Linked DNA regions of Mus musculus: region 1 is linked to region 2. The links are chromatin contacts, called in public promoter capture Hi-C maps. All regions are on one chromosome and are shown on one strand. Each heading gives the region's core, a stretch centred on a gene start, on an enhancer-like site or on the middle of the called end of the contact. The rest is flanking DNA. Distances are from core to core; before and after follow the strand shown.

Region 1 (5,231 bases), core at 361-2,860, 66 kb before region 2:
TCAACATGAAAAGGAAACTATAGTAAAGAGACCGTGGGCCTACCGCACCAGCATCTGAGTGCCATGGGCACTTTACAGCTTACAATTTTAGGTGTAGGGTGTTTGGAGACAGGGTCTCATGTAGCCCAGACTAGCCTCTAACTCTCTATGTAGCTGAGGATAACCTTGAACTCCAGATCCTCCCATCTCTCCCCCAGCCCAAGCGCTGGGATGGCAGGCATGTGCCATGGTATACTGGTTTCTGTAGTGCTGGGATGGAACTCATGGCCTTGTACATGCTAAGTCTACCTTTGAGCCACGCCCCAGTCCTTCTCTGGGGAGTTGTTAAGGATAATACTCTATACATTACCCCTGAGCTATGGTGCAGCCTCTCATTGATAGATTCTAGGCCAGTTCTCACTGCTGACCAAACCCCCAATCCTTTCTGGGGTTTAGGCAAGTGCTGTTCTGTACCGGTGAGCCAGGGTCCTAACCCTTCACTGGTGTATTCCAGGCAGGTACTTTTCGGCTCAGCCATAGCCACAGTCCTCTGCTCTAACTATATAGCCTTAGTATCAACACAAGCCAGGATGGTAAGCACTTAGGAAATGAACAACTTCCACCCACATGGGTCTCTCGGCTTCCCAGACCAAGTCAGCTCCCACAGGTAGAAGCAAACACCAGTCGGGGCAATTCATGGGTTGATCTTAAACCCATTAGGTGGTAAATGACTTCTGAGTCCCTCACCCCACCTCTGATCGGATGTGGAAGAGAAGGACGCAGCAGAAGCCAAAGCAGGCTGACCACAGATACTGAGGCTGTCGACTGAACCGGCTCCAAGCTCAGGACCTTCCTCTGTAACGTGGGGGTAATAAAGTCGTAATAAAGTCGTCCTCGGGCTGTCAAGAGGCCAGAAGGAGATGAAGCACAGGGCAGTATGGCACGCAGCAGTGTAAGCCGCTGCTTCCCCCATCGTCTCCAGCCTTCAGTGGATCTCCAGCAGCCAGACTTCAGCTGTAGCAGCGGGTGACCTTGAACTCCTGATCCTCCTGTTTCCATTTCTCAAGTGCTGGGATTACAGGTGTGAGCCACCACACCTGATTTATGAGGTGCTAAAAAATGTGGGTGCAGGGCAAGATTCAACCTATTGAGCCACATCCCAGCCCCTTGAAGGAGTCAGTCAACCATTCAGTGTTCCGTCCTTATGGAAAAACACTAGCTCCTTTTCAGGCAGAGGGGTCTGGGCATCCAGAGAGTCCCCAGGCAGATGAAGGTGCTGCGGTTTGACGTTCAGGGTTGGAATCCTGGCTCTCAGGCTCAAAGCTGTGTGTCCTGTATTGGAATGTGACCATTCAGATTCAAGGTCACCGTCACCCTTGGTCAGAACCGTCAGATCCATAATTGGACTGAAGGAGTATGGCCAGAGCATCGTTCTCTGTGATAGAAGCTAACAGACAAGGTCAGACAGCTGATGTTCCAGGCTGGAACTCATGTCCAGAGTAGGAATTCTAAGGCTCAAGGTCGGAACTCTGCTCTGCAGACACGTGTGGAAAGAGCTACGGCTCTCCACTTACCCCAGTGTGTGCCTGTTCCCCCTCTGCATGCCATTAAGGCTCCATCATCTCCTGGCAGCAGTCCTGAGGAAATGGAAGCCACAGACGACTCCCCAGTCTCCACTTAGCCAGCTGCTTCCTACCAGCCCCACATGGTGGAAGCCTGCTTCTCCTGCCCAACCTTGCACTCGAGTCCCTGAAGTCTGTTGTCTTATCCATGTGCAGTGCTAGGCACAAAGGCTGGGGTCCTCTCAGAGGACCTCACCATGCCATCATCCAGAGAAGGGAAGATGGTGTCAGGCAAGGGTGACAGGCTTGTGGCTGCCCAGTGGGAGGAAGTGTAACTATCAGGGGCAGGTGGGGAAGTGGAGTAGTTTGCTGGTTGCCGCGGTCACTGTGCATGCCCTGTGATGCCAGTTGAGAGAGCTGCCTCGACGTGGAGGGAGGGTCACTGAATGATCGTCTCTAAAGCCTATTGACAGTGTAGAGCTGGCAGGTGCTGTTACTGGAAGGGGCTGGTGGGAACTGCTGGCTGGCATTCTCCAGGCCTGTCCTTTAAGCTCTCCATACCACACCCTCTGTGCAGCATGCCCAGCCCTTCCTCTGGGATCCTCCTGGTTCTTCTCACAAGCTGATCTTTGAGGTTTCTCTGGCTCCAGTCTGGCCCATCCTTCTATAGCAGCATGTCCTCTACAGACAGCCTTGGCAGAGGACTCAGTTTCCCTGAAACTGCCCAAACTTTGTCCCGTATGAAATATGTATTGTCAATGAATGAATGAATGAGTGAATGACTCTTGTTCCTTCAGAGACGGTCTGGGTTTTCAGATCCCCTGGTCATTTCACATAGAGCTTACCTCTGCACCTGTCATTTATACATACAAGCGTTTAAGATAATGGCCGGGCCCTAATTCCAGGGCCACTGCTAGAACCTACAGCCCACAGGCCGGTTCTCCTCTGACACAGTGTCCCAGCATGGAGGCTAGCAGAGAGTTTCGTTTCCTGGCTTTCTCAGCAAAAGCTGAGGACTGGCTCTGGTCGGACACATTGGTGACAGAGCCTGCTGAGGACAAAGGAGGGATGTGGGCCGGAGGATCACCTGGCCAGAGGATCACCTTGGGTCTCAGGCCGTTATAAAATCAGGAGGGGTCCAACATGGGGTTTGCTTCTGTTTTTTTTTTCCTTCTTTCTCATTTATTTTAATGAAATCAAATGGATGAATAAGGAATTTTATTTCATAAGTGACTTGCCAGAGGCCACACAGCAGTCATTGGCTGGAGTGGACAGATGAACAGGTACTGGCCGGTCCAGGTAATTTTGGAATGGGAGTTGGGTCCAGACAGTTGGGGAAGGTAGAGGTGAGAGTTAAATTTCATCCTGTAACTGAACCTTTTTCTGGGATTGGGAGACTGACATGGGTCCTCCCAAGACTCGGGTGCAAAGAACACCCTAGGGATTGAGGGTGCTATCTGTCACAGTACCCAATCAGCCCAGGGAAATACCTTCCTGCAGCCTCAGCGATTTGCCACACCCTGTGTCAGCATGGCAGGCACACACACACACTCACATACACACACACACACACACACATACACACACACACCACACCCGAAGTGGACTCCTCAGTGCTGACCCTCATCACCCTTGCTGTCTGATAAGGTTATCTTAGGACCTGTATAGGAGTGGCTAGGCCCCCTCCCCACCTCTGAGCTTCAGATCAAATGGGTCTGACAAGGATTCTCAGAAGTCTCCCTTGTGGTCCATACCACGTTAGCTGCCCAAAGCAAACACCAGTCAGTTGATCCCCAGGGAAGGGATCACCCTCCTCGTTCTCATCAAACTTTCTGCCTTCCTGCAGGAAATAAGCCCCAGAGGGAGGCAAGCGGGGTTTAGATGCCTCTCCAACACACAGATGGCCTCTTTATCCCAAAGAGAAGAGGCAGCAGGCTCCTGTGCCTGGCAGGAATGCCGAAGTATGGTTGATGGTATATTCATATTCATATTCAGAAAGGTCAAGAATCTAGTAGCTGCTCCATTGTTCAGTCCATGAGATGGGATGTCTCATCTGCCACAATCTGGTGCTGGAGTCCCAGAGGATTCCTAGGAGCACTGGTCTTCTGTTAGAATCCGGAATAGGTAGATTCTAATATCACTGAAGGAGCGGAGCGCCTAAGCAGCAGGATAGATGAACTCGCCAGCAAGAGCAAGGGCAAGCAGGCAAAACGCAGATGCTTCCCTCTTCCACGTCCTTCTAGGTGGCTGCCACCAGAAGGCGTGGCCCAGATTTTTTAGAGTGGGACTTCCCATCTCAAATGGTCCAATCAGGAAAATCCCTCAAGTGTGCAAAGCTGCTGAAGTTCTAGTCAATCCCAGGTAGAGTCAACTTGACAACTAAGATTAACATCACAGTGAGGGACGTATTGCAGACATAAGAGACCTTCAGGTCATCTTTACTCTGGGGACTTTGAAACTCTTTGATCAGGAAAAACCTACAGGCCTCTTAACAGGACTTCTGTCCCTAGGCAAGGGCGGGTCCCAAGCCCCAGACAACTGGAGTCTCTCAAGATCACAGAGTCTCCAGATCTACCTTTCCCGTGTAGTTCTCTGGACACTTAAAGCACACTTCCAATGCCTTCAGCTCCTTATAAAAACCCCTATGCAGAGGTCTGAAGCCTTCCTTGCAAGTCTTTTCTAGGGAACACTGGGGCCCAGAGAACCCTCATGCTTTGCCCAGGATCTGCAAGGAGTCCAAGGCTAAGCTGGGGTCTGATGAACCTTCTACCTCTGAAGTTGGGCCTTTCCCTATCTTTGTACAAGACCGGCCTGGTCTATAACATGCCCTAAGAGACCCTCCCTACCTCTCCACTTCAACCCCTGCTGGGGATCTCCCCATTTTAGCATCCAATTCAGGTACAGGGGTTGAAAGCTGAGAGCCATGCCTTCTTTCTGCTCCTGCTGTGTCAGACTCCACACAGGCACCAGAGCCCAGCTCCCTGGCTGTCTGCACTCTGACCCCTTCTCACCACCCCGTTAACAGCTCTGACCAGGAGCTGCCAGCAGCTCCTTAAGGGGCCTCACAGTAAACAGTCAGGTCTGTGGGCCAAGAGGCAAAGTCAGGGCTGTTATAAAATCGCTTAAAATGGAACGAACCGAACCGTTTGAATCCTGGAGTGCTTTTACCTTTCTTTTCCTGTATTTGCCTCCCCGTTCGGATCTTGAGACAGACTCTTGTAATTCAGCTCAGGCTGAAACTGGCGATTCTCCTGCCTCAGCCTCCCAAATGTCGAGATTCCAGGTGCATAGAGTGACACTCGGCATTGAGATCATTTTGTGGAAAGTTGGCAGCCTTTCCTTGAACAGCTATAGTTAGCTGACCTTTGACCCCGGAAGTCATTTGCCCATGTTTGGACACAGTGTGTAAGGTGAATGCTCACAGCATTTCCCAAGTAGACAGACACCAGGACACCACTAAGCATCCACAGCAGGGAAGCTCACAGACATTAGGTACCACGGGCTCCTCTGTCATGTTCTAGTCCCGGATGCTGCAGACCCAGTTCCGTCCCCTCCTCGCTGACCACCTGCTTCCCTGTGTCTGTTCATCCCACAGCATCCTGAGAGAGCACAAGTCGAGACATGAGGCCTGCCACTCAAAGCCTCCTGTGACTCCAGTCACTCCTTGTAAAAGCCAGTTAGTTGCTCACA
Region 2 (5,233 bases), core at 645-3,144:
AATAATAAATTTCATTTTCTACATGAAAAAAAAAAGAAAAAAGAAAAGAAAAATCCTTCACTGAACTGCCCTGTGAAGAATTGTGACTACTTTCTGCTGTGGTGTGGTAGGGAACACACCTACTATGAGAGGAAGTTCTCTCTCTCTTTTTTTTTCTTTCTTTTTTTGTTTCCTGTAGTATTCAAGCTAAAAAATAATAATAATAATAAGTTAATAAAAAAAGCACTTTATGTTTTTCTAATCTAGGTTCTACCAGGGACAGTGTCAAGATCTCGCACTTTAAAACAAGCACTATTTCCCCTGGGCCGTAAGCTGGCCCTGCACTTGGGGTATTACTTGTGCCCATTTCTGGCCACAGTGGGTCTACCGTTACCACATCAGAGTCCGGGGCTTTTCCGTGACCCCTCAGGATCACCCCTCATCCCTCATGGGACAGGAGAGGTCCTCAGGTTTCGGAGGCAGGGATCTCTTAAAGCCTGCGTACAAGAGACACACAACGTCTCAGAAGGGCGCAGCAAGAGTTGGGTGTCGGGTGTTGTACCGCTCTTTCTTGTCAACCGGCCATTGTGTGTTCTATGTTACTGTCTGTCCCAAAAGCCCGACGCTCCTCCCTGAGGCCATCTAGGCAGACGGCACAGCCAAAAGCAATAAGTACCCATGTGTATCCCTCGAGGTTCCCGTGCACTTCCTGGTGTCAGTCTTCCTGTCCAAGCGTTGACCTGGCGTCGTCCCGCCTGCTTGTGACCCAGTGGCACAGTATTGTTGGCCCTTCCTCAGTGACACCAGTCTGCGCAAATGCTCTAGTTACGGCGATGTTGTTGGTCAGCCTGTCTCTGGTACAATAGGGCAATGTGGTTTTCTTACTATAGTGTGAGTGGGTAATGTCCCAAATGCTGTAGTGTCCTCCTCCCTGTCCTCAGAACAGTGACGGGCATGTCTTCCTGATGAAGCAAAGACAATAATGGTCACCTGTCCTCAGTATCGTGTGTGGCTGGTCGGCCCAGCAGTCCGATGGCATGATCCACCCGTCAGCACACGTAGCACATCACGATCTTCTGCCTTCTCTTGTTTCCATAGCTGCGGTCAGGCCACCTGTCCCAGGTAGGATGCTAAAGGCTCATCCCACCACCCTTAAACAAAGTGTTCATGACGCTTCTCAGCATCTCCAAAGACCTGGGTCCCCCCTCCCTCCAGAGGGCACAGCTTGGTATTTTGCTGTTTTCATGAAGAAAATAAGAAGTTGACTCTGCCTCACCATCCGTCCTCAGAGCTTTCTCAAAACAGGAGCAAAGGGGCTGAGACAGTGCCGGGTCACGTGCACCAGCGGCATCCTGGAGACAGGAAGCAGGGGGGCGGGGCTCCACGGCCCCCTGCTGAGCTCTGCCTGGCGCTGGGGCCTGTGTGTGACCGGTGATCGATGATCGTGGGACCTTTCTGCTGACCATCTTCCATGTCTGTCTTTTGTGTTGCTCATAAGTCACCCATCAGCACAAATGTGAAAATTCAGGGAAACAAACAAATGCTTTTTGATAAAAAGTAAATAGTTGTGATTTCCGATTCAGATATTTTTAGAGCTATCTGTAAAAAAAAAAAAACCTCCTACTGATGATATAGTCTATTTTACATATCAGGAAGTAAACACGTCTTAACATAGCCATAAATAGCCAGAAGGAAGTTACCGCCCCCCTTCTTTAAACCAAGGCATTTCATTGGTTGGTTAAGCCGACGGCGGGTGTACAGTGTAGAAATGATTGCTTTCTTTTTTAAGAACCACTTGGTGCGACTTTTCTTGTAACCAAAGGCCCTTTCTGCCTTGTGTAGGACCTGGCTGTCCCTCCCTCTTGTGTTTTGTCTGACTTTAAAGTAGCATTATACCGAGAAAATGATGAATCCAGAATACCTTTCCTAGCTGCATAGGCAGAGTCTGACAGAACTCCTATAGAGACAACCATCAAAACAGTATAGACGAAGCAAAAGAAGAGTTTTCCATTTTGGTTTTTGTTGGCGTTTTTTTTTTTTTTCCTTTCACTTATATTTGTGTGAACTGTGGGAATATAGCTTCCCCCACACAAGTGTAACTCAAGTTAGAATATTATAAATTTTTCTACCAACCCTCCATGGGCTAAAAAGGAACACAGAGTCTCAGGCCGCATGTACCTGACCCGGGTACATGTGTTTACACGCACTGGGAAATCTTGGGTTGCCAAGATGAAGATGAATCTGACAGATGGGTCTCAGCAGTGAAGACAAGAGCCAGGGGATGGGGACAGAGGCCACTTGAACATGGTGGTCCACCTGGCCTGACCCAACCAGAGCAAAAGGAAGTGAGATACCCAAATAACTCCAGGGGCTGGAGGCGGAGATCTCCCGGTCCGGTTATGAAATCAACAGGACTATCAAAAAGCCAGCTGAATCGGAGTCCCAGCATCCACCACGTCATCAGAAAAGGCCAGGCGTCGGACTGCTGTGCGCACCTGTCGCACCGGGAAAGCCTTACTGTGGACAAGGTGAGGACAAGCCAGTTCTTTTGCCTTTTCATTTTTGGATGTTTCCAAAGCAGCAGATCTGGGGCAACAGATCTCTCTCTGGTATTCTACCTTAAGCACATTTAGATGAGAGAGAGAGTAAAGGAGGAGAGAATATTTGTCATCGAGGAGAGAGGAAACGCCAAAGTAATGAGGAAGCCACCCTTAACCTGCTCCACTCACCCTGACAGTTGCTGGGAATAGGAGCTCTTTTTCCTCCCAAGTCTCACCTTCTCTTCATCTCCTCTGTGTTCTGTAGCTGCAGCCTTGTCTCTGTCCCTTCTCCCGAGAAGATCCACATCTCTAAGGAGGAAACAAGACGCAACAGCATCCTCTTCTATACAACTGTAATGTATTGTCAATATTTATAATTATGTATTTGTCTGACTCTGGTCATGGCTGGAATGTCTAGTCCTTGAACAAGGACATATTTAAAGTTCATCACAGAAAAGGGTCCCTAAAGCCAGGTATCTCTATATAGATAGGTAGGTATAGATATATAAATAGATCTCTTTTCCTTGTTTCTCTGCCAACTTTGTCTCGAGTAAAATAACCACAGCCTGCACTGAATCAAAGGGGGATGGGTACACAGAAAAGCTTCTAGAACATCCTCGTTTGGAGACAGACTTTGTGTATGTGTATCTGACAGGTTGGCAGGAGGAAGATGGGGGCTCCGAGGCCCCCAGCAGGACAACAGAACACTCTAGCCTTGGGCGTTTCCTAACCTATTATTGTTTATATGACAACCCCCAAATACTTTCATGTCTCTAGGCCAGGGCCGCCCAAAGCAGCCCAGGCCACACCTGGAAAGAAGACTTACCTCTGCATTTCCTGTTGCCATTTTTCTGGCCCTAGAAGCATCTATATCCTAGGACGTCCACACATCTCAGAGTAGTCTATTTTTTTGTTCAGATAAAATATATACATATATGTATTTTTAGTATATTTATAATAGGGCAATTGAGTCTAATTTCTTTTGTAACAGAGTGATATCTTGGGGATTTTATTGTTGCTCATTTGCATAGCTGGTCTTTTCTGCTGTCATTCCTTCCCACTGTCCCTTGGGCTGGTTTTTTGGTTTTGTTTTGTTTTGTTGGATTCCAGTTGTCTGGAGATGGGAAAAGACTGGGGTTTAATATCCTGGAAGATGGAGTTCCTAGCAATGGGTGGGTGATGGGGGTCTGGGAGAGCAACTCTGTGTCTTTCCTCATCAGGTCTATGTCCCCTGGCTGTCACTCTTAAGAATCCAGGTATGCAGGAGCAAGCCAGGTGAAGACGGGTGCAATTGGGACCTGGGCTGCCGGGAGCTCAGACAGAGCTCGGACGCTTGCTTCCCTTCCCAAATCTTAAAGGACTGTGCTTTCTGGTTACCAGAAATATTAGAATCAAGACCCTCCTGCAAGCAAACTTGTCTCTGAGCTCAGGAGCATTCCTGAGTCCCTCCTGGCTAGATTGTCCCCAAGTCCAGCTATCCTGCTTCCCAGGGCCACCAACTGGATCCAAGGACCAGGGTGTGTGCAGGCTCCAGCAAATCTCAGAAGAATGTGCTGTGTGTCTCCATTCCATTTCTCACAGTCTTACCAAAAATCAGTGGCCAGACAGCCTTGTAGCCAAACGCTGAGGAGTGACAGACAGCCCAAAGCTGTGATCCACCCAGCCCCTCGAAGCGGCACCAAGGTGAGACTTGAGGCAAGGGTGGCAGTATTTTTTCAGCTTCTGCTTTTCCAAGTCTCCAGTCTTTGGTCAGTTCTGAACATCCAAGTCTCCAGTTCTTGGTCAGTCCTGAACATCCATTGGAAACAATTTTGAGCCTAGGCTCAGGTGGTGGACAGACTCCACATGGAGTGAAGGGGTCTGCCAACCATCACCTTCCATGGGACAAGAAAAGCCAATCAGATCACCTCCCATGCCCAACCAGTCACCTACCTGCCTCAGCTCTGGACTCTGAGCTCTGCCAGCACCAGAAATTTGAGTCAAGCCAGATCAGCCCTATCAGACAGCGATGGTGTTCCCACTGAAAGAACCCCAAGAGGATGCAGCCCAAATGCAAATTTAATATTCTGGTGGTTGGATTGTCTTTCCTCCCCCTTGGGTTTGTTCTGTTGTGTGGTGTTGGGGACCTAACTAGGGCCTTGGCTGTGTCAGACAAGTGCTCCACCCTGCGCTACATCTGCAGCCCCTGAATGTATTAATTTGGAATGTGGTTCTGATCAGTTTCTCCCATCCCTAAAATTCCTGGTAATCTGGTTTGTTCCAGAGCCAAATAAAACAGACAAGATTTTGTGTGCGTGTGTGTGTGTGTGTGTGTGTGTGATTATGTGTGTGTGATTATGTGTGGTATGCATGCACATGCAATATGTGCATATGTGTGCATATGTGTGTGTGCAACTTTTGCATAAGAACAAAATTTAAAATTGCTGTCATGTTGTTTCTGAAGTTTCCTGCCCAGCTAAGTAAACACAGGCTATCTTCCCAAAAAAGAGAGGGTACCTCTGACCTTCTCTCCTTGTCCTAGAATTCCTCTCAAAATTTCCAGATGGTGACTTGAACTGAATTTGGAAGGGGCTGTTAGTCGTTTGGGCCGTCCTCTCCGCGTCTAGCCCTACCTCTGTCCGTCTCAGCCAAGGCCCTGAAGAAACCTAAAAGCCAGCAGAAGAGCATGGGCAGGAAGTTGGCCCAAAGAAGTAGCCTCTCAACATGAATTGTCC

The links. Capture Hi-C pulls out chosen DNA fragments and counts their contacts.
Region 1: a promoter capture Hi-C map of adipose tissue shows a contact between it and region 2. The contact joins two enhancer-like sites. A contact is called at or near these places in 4 of 15 datasets of contacts at CTCF or cohesin (CD8 T cells, the NIH/3T3 cell line and large pre-B cells), 6 of 484 Hi-C or Micro-C datasets (the G1E-ER4 cell line, the HL-1 cell line, bone marrow-derived macrophages and 3 more), 4 of 115 datasets of contacts at active chromatin or transcription factors (embryonic stem cells and large pre-B cells) and 2 of 9 other capture datasets (adipose tissue and embryonic stem cells).

Annotation. Positions count from the first base shown.
Region 1 is chr2:167,164,375-167,169,605 of GRCm38.p6, reverse strand. All of the region lies in intron 1 of Kcnb1 (potassium voltage gated channel, Shab-related subfamily, member 1), which reads left to right. Among named protein-coding and RNA genes, the nearest start is that of Kcnb1, 22 kb to the left of the region's middle. Within about 2 kb of position 1,610, at least 23 of the 459 cell types and tissues checked have an H3K27ac peak or open chromatin away from gene starts, as enhancers often do. A contact at or near this core is called in adipose tissue, where this site is marked.
Region 2 is chr2:167,098,367-167,103,599 of GRCm38.p6, reverse strand. It overlaps Kcnb1 (potassium voltage gated channel, Shab-related subfamily, member 1), which reads left to right. Exons shown (of 2, transcript NM_008420.4): 2 at 1-5,233. Among named protein-coding and RNA genes, the nearest start is that of Gm39984, 22 kb to the right of the region's middle. Within about 2 kb of position 1,894, at least 115 of the 459 cell types and tissues checked have an H3K27ac peak or open chromatin away from gene starts, as enhancers often do. A contact at or near this core is called in adipose tissue, where this site is marked.